Regions from separate parts of the Macaca mulatta genome. Here region 2 is linked to region 1. Evidence: chromatin contacts called from public Hi-C data. All regions are on one chromosome and are shown on one strand. Each heading gives the region's core, a stretch centred on a gene start, on an enhancer-like site or on the middle of the called end of the contact. The rest is flanking DNA. Distances are from core to core; before and after follow the strand shown.

Region 1 (6,859 bases), core at 172-2,671:
TCCATAGTGCTCCTAACTTTCATCTAATAAAGTATTCTACCACTGATATTTCCTATTATAACCAAATTCCCTGCTCTGTACAAAAACGTTTGTGGGTATAAATGATGAAATTCAGTTCACGGATCAAATCCTTCAGTTCTGTCACATTGTGAGAGGCCACTGTTGTGAAAGTAAAATAACTTGTGTTCTAGTTACGGCTCTGCTAAGAATACTCTGGGGGATGTCAGGAAGTCGCTTTATTTGTAAAATGATGAGTTAGACCAGAATAAATTCTCTGATAGAAGTTTACAAAGATGAATAAAGATTTATAGGCCAGGCACGGTGGCTCACGCCTAGAATCCCAACGCTTTCGGAAGTTGAGGGGGTGAGGATCCCCAGTGCACAGAAATTTGAGATCAGCCTGGGCAACCTAGTGAGACCCCTTCTCTACCAAAACTAAACAAATAAATAATAAATTTTAAAAATGTATTAGCTGGGCTTGGTGATGTACTGAGGTAGGAGGATCCCTTGAGCCCAGGAGTTCAAGGCTGCAGCGAGCCGTGATCATAGCACTGCACTATGGGCGATAGAGCAAGACCTTAGCTCTGGGGAAAAAAAAAAAAAGATTTAATAGATTTATAAATAAAGTCCATTCTACTGAGGGAAGTCTCTTATTCAGTTATGAACTGCTGCGAACCTCAAGGCAGGAAGGCAAATTTCCTTCAGTTCGGCAAACACGAAGATCCCACACCCGCGTCATCCGGGAAGAAGGCACTCCGAACCTCAGGCGCTCACTCGCCAGGTTTAAGAGGATGCGCAAATAATAAAAGTCCTCTCACCCAGGAAGCGTTTCACTTCCCTTAGCTGAGCCACACTCCAAGGTGCCGAAGCCTAATTGCTATCCACTCTCACCAATCCGTTACCAAAATGAGCATCTACCTGCCGCGAACGTGGCGGTGACACTACTACAGTTCCCAGCCTGCCTCCAGCCAGCCCTCGCCCGCCCCCACTCCTGGACTCCACAGGCCGTGACTTGTAGGCCCAGTCCACGGCTGGCGGCGGTGCGGGACTCCTGAAAACTGCTTCTCTTCCCTAGTAGGCGGTGAGACCGCAAATTCCAGCAGAATCCTACTCTGATACACTACTGCTTGCCCCGCTCTGAGTCGCATTCCCTCCTTCGGAGGAACCAACTCTCCTCCCGACGCTACTCCGACCTCTAAGATCCCTGAACGGGGCCACGCCCCGGAAGTGGAGTCAGGTCTCCAGGCCGCCCGCTGAAGTGCCTTCCAGCCACTCCAAGCGGGCCTGGGGCCGGCAGGGCGGGCTTGGGGGCGTGGCCGGGAGGCGGGCGGGGATGGATCAGCAGGCGCGGCGCTTGGGGCGGAGCCGCAGCGCGAGGCCGCGCATCTGGGTGGCGGCGGGGACGCGCCCGTGGGGAGAGGCGGCTGCGGCTGCGGCTGCTGGCGGGGGGTGGGGGGGAGGAAGAACCGGGAAGGGGGGGCAGGGCGAGCGGAGAGCTAGCTGTGTTCCTGAGGCGGCGGCGGCGGCGGCGGCGGCGGCGGCGGCGGCGGCGGCGTCTCCGACGGAGGAGGAGGGCGGGGAAGGAGGATGGAGCAAGCTGGGGGTTGGGGTTGGCGCTAGCCGCAGCGGCTCGCCTGGTACTGTGGGAGAGCGGCGGCTGCTCCTGGAAGTTGTGGTGTCGGGAGCCCAGCCGGTGCCGCCGCAGCCGCCGCCTAGGGCAGTGGGGAGGAGGAGGGAGCCGCGGGGCTTGGCGGGGGTCGGGAGGGAGGGACGTGCTGGGGAAACGAGCTGGGGAAGACGGAGCGGGCTCTGCGCCGGGCGGGCGGGCGGCGGGGGGGCCAGCGACCGCAGCCGGGGGGACGCGGGAGGATGGAGCAAGTGGAGATCCTGAGGAAATTCATCCAGAGGGTCCAGGCCATGAAGAGTCCTGACCACAATGGGGAGGACAACTTCGCTCGGGACTTCATGGTGAGTCTCTCCCCTCGCTGTCGCCTTGTCTCGCCGGCGCCGGAGCCCATCGCCGCCTCTCCCGGCCGGGCCGCCAGTGCTTTGTGTACCTCTGTGAGGAAAGGGGCGGAGGGGGCGCGCACCAGCCCGGTGGGCCGGGTGGTCTTGGAAGCCGGCGGGAATCGAGAGCGCCTCCCGCCGTGGCCTCCTTTCTTCTCCCATGTTCGCGACCCCCGCGCGGGCGCCCGGGGCGCGAAGGGAGCGGCCGAGCGGCCGAGCCTGCAGCCTGCACCGCGGCTCGCGACCACCTATTGTTTACCCGGCCGGGAGCCGGAGACTAGTGAGGTGCAGGCCGGGGGGTGCTCGCGTTTCCACATCTCCCCGCCCAGTCCGCTCCTCCCAGGAGGGTCGAGGCAGGGTATCTGGCTGTGACCGGGAGGAGTGCAGATCGTGGCTGACAGAGGAACGGGGGAATTGAGGTTGGCACTAACTCCTGGGATCCCTTTGCTTTAGCTGGTCTCAAAGCGGGCAAGGTAGGACTTCTGCCGTTTCTGGGGTCGCAATCATGATCTCCAACGCTTGGGAAAGGATTGTCCATAAGGAATCTCATGGGTTTACCTAATTTCCATTTACCCGCGTCCCGCTTCTCCTCTCTTGAGACCCAGGTTTAAGGTGATCTTGGGGTCCGGTTCAGGGGATAAGTGTGGGTGGGGGGGATTATCCTGAAGGAAACCGACTTCGGACTCCCCAGGGGATATTGCCGAAGGCGAAGGGGATGTGACTATCACTTCCTATCCGGGGTGGGGGTGGGGAACTTGGGAACAATAGTCCTGGTGGGGCGGAGGCGTCGCTACGGGCCGAAGCCCTGAACTGGGAGATAACCTTCCCAGCGCCCCCCCCCGCCTCCGCCACCCCCCACTTTCCGCCCTCTGCTTGTGCAAGCAGGCTTGAGAGGAGGTGAAGGTTAAAAGTCTTGTTCATGAAACTGCTCTAGATACACTATTGCTCTAGCTCACTATGAGGGGGTCAGATCCGAAGGCGTGGGACCAGAAGTCGACTTCCTATGTTACCCACCCCCCCCAACCCCCGCCCCTTTTATTTTTCTGCTGGACAATGTTCCCTCTAGGGTTGTTTCCCGGCTTAGGAGGCGGTGGTTGCGGCTGCTGCTCCTACGGATATTGCGCAAGACTGGGGCGTTGGAAACCCTGTAGGTCTGGGGAATGGAAAAGGAAGTGGGACTTTGGGAAGTGGTTGCTCCTTAGTCTTGGCGGGGGTTGGGAAGGGGAAATCAGCTAGGGAAAATTTTTATCCTGGGTAAGGTACACCTCCAAGAATAATCACTTAACTCTGAAACCTGATTATGAAAAGGATACACAGTTAATATCTGTAAAATGAATGGGCAGCAGACATTGGCTAGTTTTTATTTTTTATTTAAAAAGTACAGTAGTTTTTATGGTGGAGGTGATATGACTTAGTAGTGAATACTTTTTCACGTTTTAAAGAGACCTGTCCAGTAAAGCTTAGCGTTAAATTTTTAACTGCTTATAAAATAGGTCCTTGACCTTACACAATATTATACTAGTATCGTTGAGCTTTGTGATTCCCGCCTCCCCAGACCAATAATTGAGGATGGAAGTAAAGTTTTCTCAGTATCTTTTGAAGATTGAAAATATAAGTTAAATAATCTAACTTATTCCTTATTAAAAATAAAAATATTGCTTATATTTAAACATTTGCTCTTGATATTTAGCCTATGTATTTTTGAAAAATTACTTTTTGATCTGAAAGGGTTAAGGAAAAGAGGGTATTTTCCTTTTTTACTATTGAACTTTAATTGTCTTAGTATCTTTTGAATGGTGTCATTTACAGCAACTGGATGCAGTCCCCTTTTTACTACTTTCTAGCGAAAGTAGAAGAAAATACTTTGAATATTTAAGGCGTTTAAAACTAGCTTTTTTTGTTTTTGTTTTTGAGACGAGTCTTGCTCTGCGCTCTGTAGCCCAGGCTGGAGTGCAGTGGTGCAATCTCAGCTCACTGCAACCTCTGCCTCCCAGAGTCAAACGATTCTCCTGCCTCAGCCTCCCAAGTAGCTGGGACTACAGGCGCAAGCTACCACGCCCAGCTAATTTTTGTATTTTTAGTAGAGATGGGGTTTTGCCATATTTGCAGGCTGGTCTCAAACTCCTCATCTCAAGTGATCCACCTGCCTTGGCCTCCCAAAGTGCTGGGATTACAGGCGTGAGCCACTGTGCCGGGCCTAAAACTAGTTTTTTACCATCTTATTTTGGTTATGGAAGAAGAGATGGTGTGGTCCCTGGTCATTTCTTGTTTGCATGCTAGTCACCTTGTTATCCCTAGGCATATACCGACAGGGAGGAGCATTGTTTGGTGATGCGGGCCATCAGGACAGGTGCCCAGCCTCTGAACTCCTGTATTGGAGAAGTAGCCTTAGGGTTCATGCTTTGGGGATGAGTCAGGGATTCCTATTGGAGAGTTCATTTCTTTCTTTCTTTCTTTCTGTCTGTCTGTCTGTCTGTCTGTCTGTCTGTCTTTCTTTCTTTCTTTCTTTCTTTCTTTCTTTCTTTCTTTCTGTCTTTCTTTCTTTCTTTCTGTCTTTCTTTCTTTCTTTCTTTCTTTCTTTTCTTTTCTTTTCTTTCTTTCTTTCTCGCTTTCTCTCTCTCTCTCTCTCTCTCTCTCTTTCTTTCTTCTTTCTTTTTCAGATGGAGTCTCGTCTGTCGCCCAGGTTGGAGTGCAGTGGTGCAATCTCCGCTCACTGCAACCTCCACCTCCCAGGTTCAAGCGATTCTCCTGCCTCAGCCTCCTGAGTAGCTGAGATTACAGGCGCATGCCACCACGCCTGGCTAATTTTTGTATTTTTAGTAGAGATGGGGTTTCATGGTATTGGCCAGACGGGTCTTGAACTTTGATCTGACTGACTTTGTGATCTGCCGCCTCAGTCTCCCAAAGTGCTAGAATTACAGGCATGCGCCACCGAGAGTTCATTTCTCAAAGACTGAATGAGTTTCCTTTTTCTTCCATAATACCTAGGTATAGCTAGGTGATTCTACACTGGAGATTTGATGACTAAGGCTATTCTTTTATAGGGCTTGGTTTTTTTTTTTTTTATTTCCTGACTTGATAAGCAATAGCTGTAATTAAGGCAGCTGGTAGTTGGTGTTGCTTTTTCCCCTGACTGGAAGGCTGGAGAGGAACTATGTTCCCCTGGCATGGAAAGAGAAAAAAAATATTAGCTTATAGATTCTAACTATTATTCTTAAATTCTGATGTTGATTAAAAATGCATTTTAAAATCTTAACATTTTATGACTGAGCCTTAGAGTTAATGTGACTGATATAACTCTGTTCCATTATAAAATAATGTTTATTCCAAATTTGGAAATTAATAGAATAATAATAATGCTTTACACTTAGACCACAGTTCAAATGAATACTCCACTTGCCTGACTCTGGTGACAATGCTCTTTTTGCTCTATCCAGCCGTCCTATAGTCCTATCATTTAAAGGCTACGTCTGTTAATATTTTGTTTTGTTTTGTTTTGTTGTTTTGTTCTGTTTTTGAGATGGGGTCTCACTCTGTCACCCAGGCTGAAGTGTATGGTTGCGATCCTGGCTCACTGCAGCGTCAGCCTCCGTGGGATCCCACCTCAACCTCCAGAGTAGCTGGGACTACAGGCCCGCCCCACCAAGCCCTGCTGATTTTTGTATTTTTTGTAGAGACAGGGTTTCCTCATGTTGCCCAGGCTGGTTTCTAATTCCTGCCTCAGCCTCAAAGTGCTGGGGTTACAGATGTGAGCCACCATAGCTGGCCTACTACTTGGTGACTATTTTATATCTTAATTCCATTTCTTTGTGGTTGAGTATTTAGGTCATTCTACTTTCTGCTGTTACATATAATAATTTTGTGATTAAAATTTTTGCAAAACTTTTACATTTTTCACTGTTGCATAAGATAGCTTCCCGGGAGTACTAGGCAGAAGTATATAAACATTTAATACATGTTCATAAACTTGAAAAAGTTTTGTCAGTTTATACAACTGTCAGTAATGTATGAGTGTTCATATTATAATTTTCTTGATCTTTATTTGATGGTTGAAAACTGGTATCTTGTTTTAACTTGAATTTCTTGACTACTATTGAGGATAGAAATTTTCCACCTGTCATTAACTATTCTATGAGTGTCTATTACTGGCCTTGGTTGTGCCCCATACTGTTAAAGAGGAGACAACTAAGGTACCCAGACTGTATAGAACTTTGTTTCCTAGATGGTAATTTGCATGTTGAAAACATGCTAATTTTGCTAATAAATTAGCAAATAGCTAATTTGTGGCTGATCAGAATTTGATCTCAATTATCTCTACTTTTAGTATTTACAAACTGAGAGATAAATGTATAAAGTAGAGTGGTGCACATTCATGTTTCACAGACCTAGGTTTTACTCCACACAGACTCCCTCTGATGACTGGGGGTTGGGGAGGTGGTCCTGGACCATACTTTGAGAACCAGTGAGCTAATACATGGTAAATGATAAAGGTGATGCTGGGGAAGTTAGAGGTCTTTTTGTGAAGGATCTTATGTCTATGCTATACTTAGATTTTATTCTACAGACCGATAATAGCAATTCTGGACAGTCTGCATTGTAACTCCTAGAGTCATGGAGAAAGTAGGGAGGTGTTAAGAAAATAGACATGCTGGCCCACTCCAGCGTCATTCCCCCACCCTCGCCTTCTCCAGCCTGCTCCTTGAGTTGTACTCTGAACCTTCACTTACTCAGATAGGTTCTGGTAGAAAAGGTGAGAATCATTAGTCTGGGCTTCTGGAGCACTGCTGAGTCGTTTAAGAAAGGTAAACAATCATTTGTGTTTTACAAAGTTGAGTCTGATGGCAGTATGAAG
Region 2 (7,401 bases), core at 1,885-4,384, 120 kb before region 1:
CGCCTGCTGACCATACTCACAGCATCTGGGACAAACTCTTCTTTGAAAGGAAAATCTAAGGGGTGCATCTCCATGTCCACCATCATGTTGAATTCACACGATGGAACACTATATGGCATTAAATAATACAAATTAATAACTTGCAGCTACCCAGTCAATATGAGTACATCTCACAATATTGAGAAGGAAAATAAGCAAAAGGAATACATACAGTATGCTTTAAAGTTCACAGGCAAGCAAAATGAAATATTTTGCCGAGGGAGATATACATATGGGCTAAACTACAAAGTCAAAGTAATGTTAAAATATAAAAATTTAAATGGTTGCTAACCTAGGAGGTGGGGATGAGAGAAAGAAAGAGAATCAGAAAGGAGCACATAAGAGCCTTCAAGAATCTTGACATTGCTGTATTTTTAAGCTGGGTAGTGGGTACATGGTTTTGCTTTGGTTTTTTATTATTTACAGCTACATGTTAAAATATTCTTTTATGCAGCTGTTTTGATTTTTAACAGGAGAAACCATTTTCTCAAAAGTTCAACCCAGAACCAGGAGCAAATGCAGTAACCAAATCTGGTCTCTTTCCTCCTTGACCCCTTTTTGACCAAAATGCTATCTTATAGGCACAGAATTTCCATGGCTGACTTAGCCCAGCTCTCTGTTTTGTCAGGAATATGTCATACATATTTCATGAGAATTACTTAGCATCTCTAAGAAAACTTCAATTGTATTTGTTGATGTAAAAATATTAAGGCTTCAAATTTAGAAAGCAAGTGTGCATAGAGGAGGCATTACAATGGTACAATTATTCATAATTTACATTTGAAAAGCTGGAACTTTGAAAGGATAATGATTTGCACAAATGTATGTAGTAACTGCTGTGCTAGAAATGAGACAGAATCTCAGATTTCCCTGCCACTGCTATAAATTACAGAACAGGAATTAATTTGTGTGGGGGTATTTTTGAGCTACCACCCACTGGTGATTATCAGAGGTGATAATTATCTTAGTATAACAGGGCTAATATCTTGCCAAGATATTTGCTCTGAAAGAGCAAAATACTACCAGTATCAGAAAAGCTAGTATTTTCAGAAAGTACCTTCTGAGGACCTAGAGCTATCTGTTGTTTAGTGGAAGGTCAATACACAAGTTTATATTTCTTCAGAGATGAGCGAAAGATACAAGGAAGCCAGGTCCAAGTGGATCACACACAGCTTTTCAAGCACAACACACATTACTGAAACGTAAGACTGGCATTTCACACTTCATCTAACTTCTCATTTGCAGACACCTGCCATTTAGCAAAATAAAGTGGGAGTCCAGAAAAAGGAGTACTTCGTGGTAAAAGACAGAGCTGCCTGTTGTATTTCAAAAAGTTAAGCCTTCAAAAACTTTTCAGACATTTGGGCGACTTTTTTTTTTTTTTTTTTTTTTTTTGAGATGGAGACTTAACTGTTGCCCAGGCTGGAGTGCAGTGGCGCGATCTCGGCTCACTGTAACCTCTGCCTCTCAGGTTCAAGCGATTCTTCCGCCTCAGCCCTCCCGAGTAGCCGGGATTACAGGCGCGTGCCACCACGCCCAGCTAATTTTTGTATAAAATTCTTCTTTGACCACCCTCCCCACCTCGAAAAAAAGTAAACCTTACTAATCATGACACTAATGCAAACTCAACGCATACGCTACACAAACATGTAACTCCTTATTTGGAACTAATAATATTCCAAGCCAAGGAAACCTACAAATAATTCCGCTATAGTCACAGGAGAGTGTGAAGATACAAGATAGCAACGTTGGATATGTAACTTACATCAATAAAAATTTCACCAGCGTTTAGGGAAAGGAGTTGTATATGTGGGTCATTTAATAACCACTTCCGAAAAACCCACTTCCAAATTTACCGAAGTGGACAACGCCCTACACGCAAGGTGAGACCCACAGGCATCGCTGCTTTGAAGCTGCATGTAAGCTCTGAAGCTCCAACATTTACAGAAGACTTTAAAAACTTTGTGAGAAATCACAACGTTCTCCTTCTTTAAAGTAGATCAGTGCTGGGAAGGCTCAAAAGTCACTTTCACTCCCTTACCGAATCATCAAAAAGCCCCGAGGTGGCTGGACCGGGAGCCGAGCATCTCGCGCGCAGCCCCAGCCTGCACAGGTGCGGAGCTCGGGGGCGCCTGGGGGCTCTCGCTCCGCAGCCCGCAGCCCGGAGGCGGCCCCTGCCCTCTCGCGCCTCTAGCGCCGAGCCCCGTGTCCCCTGAGCCACGGACACGGTTCAACAGAGGCAGAAACACGTCTCGCAAATGTGGGGACAAACTGTTCCACTGTTGGATATAGGGTGGTTTCCTTGGTGGTCACGGATTCTTTCTCAAAACGTGAAGCTTCCAGGAGCACCCCTGTCTCGGCAAAGCCCCTGCGCGGCCGATGAACCCCGCGGGAGGTGGGATGCGACCGCTGGGCTGAGCACGACCCTCTGCCCTCGCCGTGAGGTGATGCTGAGGGAACCGCCAGCGTCCCGGCCCCTCGGCCAACGGAGAATTGCCGCGGGCCGGCAGCGAGCCAGGCGCCTCAGGCCCCGCCGCCACCTGGCCCGGGCTCTGCCCCCAGACCTTCCGCTGTGGCCGGGTGAGGGTGGCAAAGCCAAAACAGCCCTCTGAGGAGGGGAGCGGCGCCCTCGCACCAGCCTCCACAGGGCGGCAGGGCTCCGAGTTGCTCCCCGCCGGGTCGGAGCCCGGAGGCTATGAGGGACTCCCACTCCCCGCCCCCACCCCGCCCCGACGCGCGCCTCCAGCACCTGCGCCGCCGCTTCCGGCCTCGCTGGCCTCGGACACCGCCCGCTGCGCCCGCAGCCACGGGAGCACGTCCTTCCCGAGGTCGAAGTCGGCGACGAGGCGGAGAGCCATCGCCCGGACACGGCCACCGGGCGGCTCTGGGGCCCCGCGCCGCGGGCATTCCCGGCCCCGCGTGGCCGCCTCGCCCTAGCGTCCCCGCGCCCGCCCCCTCCTTCCTCTCCCCCGCCCCCCGCTGCTTTCGGTTCCGCGGCGCCCTGGCCTGAGAAGCCCCGGCACCACCTCCTCCTGGCCCGAGGCCCTCAGCCGCTGGCGGCCCGCACCTGCCCCTGAGCCGGGCATGGCGGGTAGGGGTGGAGCGGGGAGGACCGGGCGCCAGGACCAGGCCCGCCGGGGCGGGAGGCCTCCGCGCGCACCCTGGGGGCCGAGGATAGAGGGCGCAAGGACGTGGGCGCTTCAGGGCCCTGGCGAGGCCGCTAGCCCAGTGGCTTCCAAAGCTGGAGGGTAGGCCTATTTTCTTTATTCCCCGAGTGACCACTGTGCAGCAAAGTGTGGAAACCACTTGGCTTCAGAGAGCTGGGTCCCCTGGAGCAGTTCAGGGTCACCACAGAAGTAGGCCGTCTCTTAGGCCTATTCGCCCCAGCTTCGAGGTGGTGGTGCTTTATTAGTGTTATTAAGGTAATGAGTAGCAACTGGGAGCAGGTGACGAAGGTGATCCCATTGTAAGAGAAACGCTAAAAAGGGTTAATCCGCTTGATACAAACAGTGTCCTTTTTGTCTTTTAACTCCCTGCATTGGTTCGAGGAAGCTGAATTACCTAGGATTCCCCCTGCGGAGATATCTTTAAAAAGTGCTCTCATTCTTACAGGGGCACATGTCATCTTGGGTGCCTTCTCACCTCCTTCCTACTCCCTACAAATAAGTTCAGTGTTTTCATAATCTCACCACTCCTCAGCGTTCTCTTCGTTCAGGTGCACACCACTGGTACACTCATTGGTTGGGTTACTGCTACATCCCATTCATCCTGAACATCGATGCCAGGTTATTACTCTCCTCCAAACCGGGCTTCCTCCTATCTCTATGCAGAAGACCTTGAGTAACAGCTCACTGCCCCGAGATAATGTGTCTTCTCTTTACCAGAGCCTTCACTCCTTTTCATTTAGAAGCTCAAGTCCAGGCTCACTTGGCTTAAGGAACTTCTGACTCCAGCCTCCTTCCTTACAGAAAAACCTCCAGGTCCTTCCAGCCTGGCCACAGAGCCTTCTCCTCCCAACAGCAGCCCACAGGGACCTCTCCAACCCTAACCTCCTAGGGTAACGTTGCTAGTGCATCTCATTTGATACAGTACTCCCTTGAAACATGAAAACTGAATCTTAAGTCTCCATGCAAACCCTCTGCCCTTTGCCTCCCACCAGGGGCTAACAGAGCACTCTAGAAGGTGCTCGACAATTACTGAAGAATGAGTGAATACAGTAATAAAGAATGCTTTTTCACATGTTTCCCGAAGTTAAGGTCTGAAAACTACTTGTATTGACGTCATCTGGGGCACTGTTTTACAATGCAGACTCCTGGTCTCGAGTCTACACCTAGGCAAGACCCAGAAATGTGCATTTTACCCAGAGCCTCAGGTGATTCTTAGGCTAAGTTTGAAAACTACTCCAACTAAATGTAAAAGTCTTGAATTTTTTACCCCCTAGAGACATGTTAAGATAAATGCCTAATGAAGCTACTAATATTGTCAGTGAATAAAAGGAAGACCACTGGAGCCCCTGAGGAGCTAATGCAACTACTATTTCATATCAAATAAGCTTGTTGCCTTTGTCATACAGGAATATTGTTTGCCAATTTTTTAAATTCAATACATTTCCATTGTTTTTATTTTTGCAGTTAACTTTATATTTTATATTTTATAGTCAAGCAATGATGATATAAAAAATTCTCTTCAAATTAAGTGAAAAAGCCAATGTAAAGAAGGTGAGAAATAATAAGATAATAAAAGAAAGATGTGGCCGGGCGCGGTGGCTCACGCCTGTAATCCCAGCACTTTGGGAGGCCGAGGCGGGCGGATCACAAGGTCAGGAGATCGAGACCACGGTGAAACCCCGTCTCTACTAAAAATCCAAAAAAATATTAGCCGGGCGCGGTTGTGGGCGCCTGTAGTCCCAGCTACTCGGGAGGCTGAGGCAGGAGAATGGCGTGAACCCGGGAGGCGGAGCTTGCAGTGAGCCTAGATCGCGCCACTGCACTCCAGCCTGGGCGACAGAGCGAGACTCCGTCTCAAAAAATAAAAAAATAAAATAAAAATAAAAATAAAAAAAGAAAGATGTGACCAAAGTCATGAGGGTGCTATATGAAGGCACGTGTATCAGTTAGGATTAGATTCTCCAGAAGTTAATAAGAACTCAGATTAACAGTAAATTAAACACACAAGTTTTATTCTGTCACCTATCTGGAGGTAGGCAGAATAAAGCTCTTAGGACAGGTTCCTGAATTTATCAGGGACCCAGGCTCCTTCCAGTTCTTTGCTCCACCTGATCTTGAGTGTACCCTTGTCCTCATGATCCAAGAGGGTTGCAGAAGCTTCAGCCTTCATGTCTGCATTCCAGAAATCACAATGGGAGAAGAGGAATAAAAAGAGGATGCTACCTCTCTTTTAAGTATACTTCCCAGAAGGTCTACACAACATTTCTATATATGTTTCACTCACCAGAATTTAGTCACATGGCCAAATGTGGCTTTCAAGGGAGGCAAGGAAATATACCTGGCCAGTGATGTGCCCAGATAAAACTCAGGACAGTGTTACTAAAGAAGGTGGGGAAAGTAAATGTTCAGAAGCAATTAGAGATCTCTGTCAGAGTATGATGCCCAATTCTGGCCACTGAGTTGTAAGGAAACCTCTGCTATGACAGATCTCTCTATTCTTAAAACAAGAGACATGGGAAAAGATGGTCCCTTTCAGTCTTTAGATATTTTGGGGTCTGGATATGATTGCTGGAATTTCCGATACCTAGCACACTGAAAATGGAGTCATTGGAGTCAGAAGACTCCAGAGAACTACAGAGAAGAGAAACCTTGGTATATTATTTTTGGAGCCATCCTCTGCCCTTTCTGATATTAGAGATGATGAATTTCCTATTATTTAAATGATATTGAGTCAGATTTTTACTTGCAACCAAGGGTTTCTATTTTAAGGAGTGATCATTTCAAACTTTAGGACACAGGCCAAAGAGCACTATAATAACAGGTTTTTGCTTGAACACTTATTAGAGTCATTCTATATTTTGTATTGTTTTATTAACATAAAGTGAAGTTATGCTGAGGGAGTAGGCTTACAGGAAAAAGCTCAGATAAGCAAAAAGAGTTTGTTGTAAAACCCTGATAACCTAAGGGCCTCTGGATTAGATCACCTGAAAGTCATTCTATGTATTATGTAAGCCAGTTTGAGTTGAGTTTTCTGTTACTTGTGCCAAAAGCATCTTAAATCAGGGATTTTCAAACTTTAATGAGCATTCAAATCACGTAAGGATCTTTTTTTTTTTTTTTTTTTTTTTGAGACAGAGTCTCCCTCTGTCGCCCAGGCTGGAGTGCAGCGGCGCGATCTCGGCTCACTGCAAGCTCCGCCTCCCAGGTTCACGCCATTCTCCTGCCTCAGCCTCCTGAGTAGCTTTAGTAGAGACAGGGTATTTTTAGTAGAGACAGGGTTTCACCGTGGTCTCGATCTCCTGACCTTGTGATCCGCCCGCCTCGGCCTCCCAAAGTGCTGGGATTACAGGCGTGAGCCACCGCGCCCGGCCACACCTAAGGATCTTGATAAAAGGTAGATTCTGATTCAGCAGGGTGAGGTGGTGCCAAAGAGTCTACATTTTAACAAGTTTCCAGGTCATGCCAAAGCTGCTGGTCCACAGATGACATTTTGAATAGCAACATTCTGCTACTTAATGTGAGGATCTTTCCACCTCGGTATTGCTGCCTTACTGTCCACCATAGAGAGGGCCAGGTGAGGATGTGCATGGAAGGGCTAGCTTTGAAGATACACCAGAGCTAAAGGTCTGTATCTGGGGAGAAATCTAAAATGGAGGTAAATACTGATTCCAGAAGTTTGAACCATGTCATGGGTCACAAGTTCTAGTGGCAAGCCACAGAGAATCAGTAAGCTAAAGGGAGGAGATAAAGGTGCTTACACTATAGTAGATATGCAAGCACAAGGCAGGAAAAGAGGTGAAGCAGTGCAGTGAATCAGAATCTTCAAGGTGATGATTCTTGTGCACACTGAAGTTTGGGAAGCACTGGCGCTTTAAATGGGGGTTGTTTTCTTTCTTTCTCTTTGTGACTGGATTACTGAGTTTTAAACCTGTGTTGATTTGTTGCAGAGCAGAGACCTCACCAAGATGCAGTAGGCAAGGGGGTAGAGGAATATGAGTCCTCCAAAACATACTTACTCTGTGCACAGCACAACATAGCGATCCTAATAAAATAAATGGGCATCCTAAAGCAAGGTGATCTACTTTACATACGTTCGCTAACTTTTCAGTGTTCTCCTTAGTATAATTTCAAGAACAGTATTAAAGATTTGCACAAGAGAAGATGAAAACAGATGTGGTTTTTCTAGAGAATTTTT

The links. Hi-C and Micro-C count contacts between places; a contact is called where the count stands out from the background.
Region 2: a contact with region 1 is called in a Hi-C map of fetal cortex germinal zone, with 2.0 times the contacts expected there. The contact joins the promoter of GSAP here to the promoter of PTPN12 in region 1. A contact is called at or near these places in 2 of 14 Hi-C or Micro-C datasets (fetal cortex germinal zone and liver).

The regions. Positions count from the first base shown.
Region 1 is chr3:141,995,185-142,002,043 of T2T-MMU8v2.0, reverse strand. PTPN12 (protein tyrosine phosphatase non-receptor type 12) reads left to right here and starts at 1,421. Exons shown (of 18, transcript XM_015134192.3): 1 at 1,421-1,968. The coding sequence starts at 1,870.
Region 2 is chr3:142,117,783-142,125,183 of T2T-MMU8v2.0, reverse strand. It overlaps GSAP (gamma-secretase activating protein), which reads right to left and starts at 3,134. Exons shown (of 30, transcript XM_028846141.2): 1 at 2,789-3,134. The coding sequence starts at 2,897.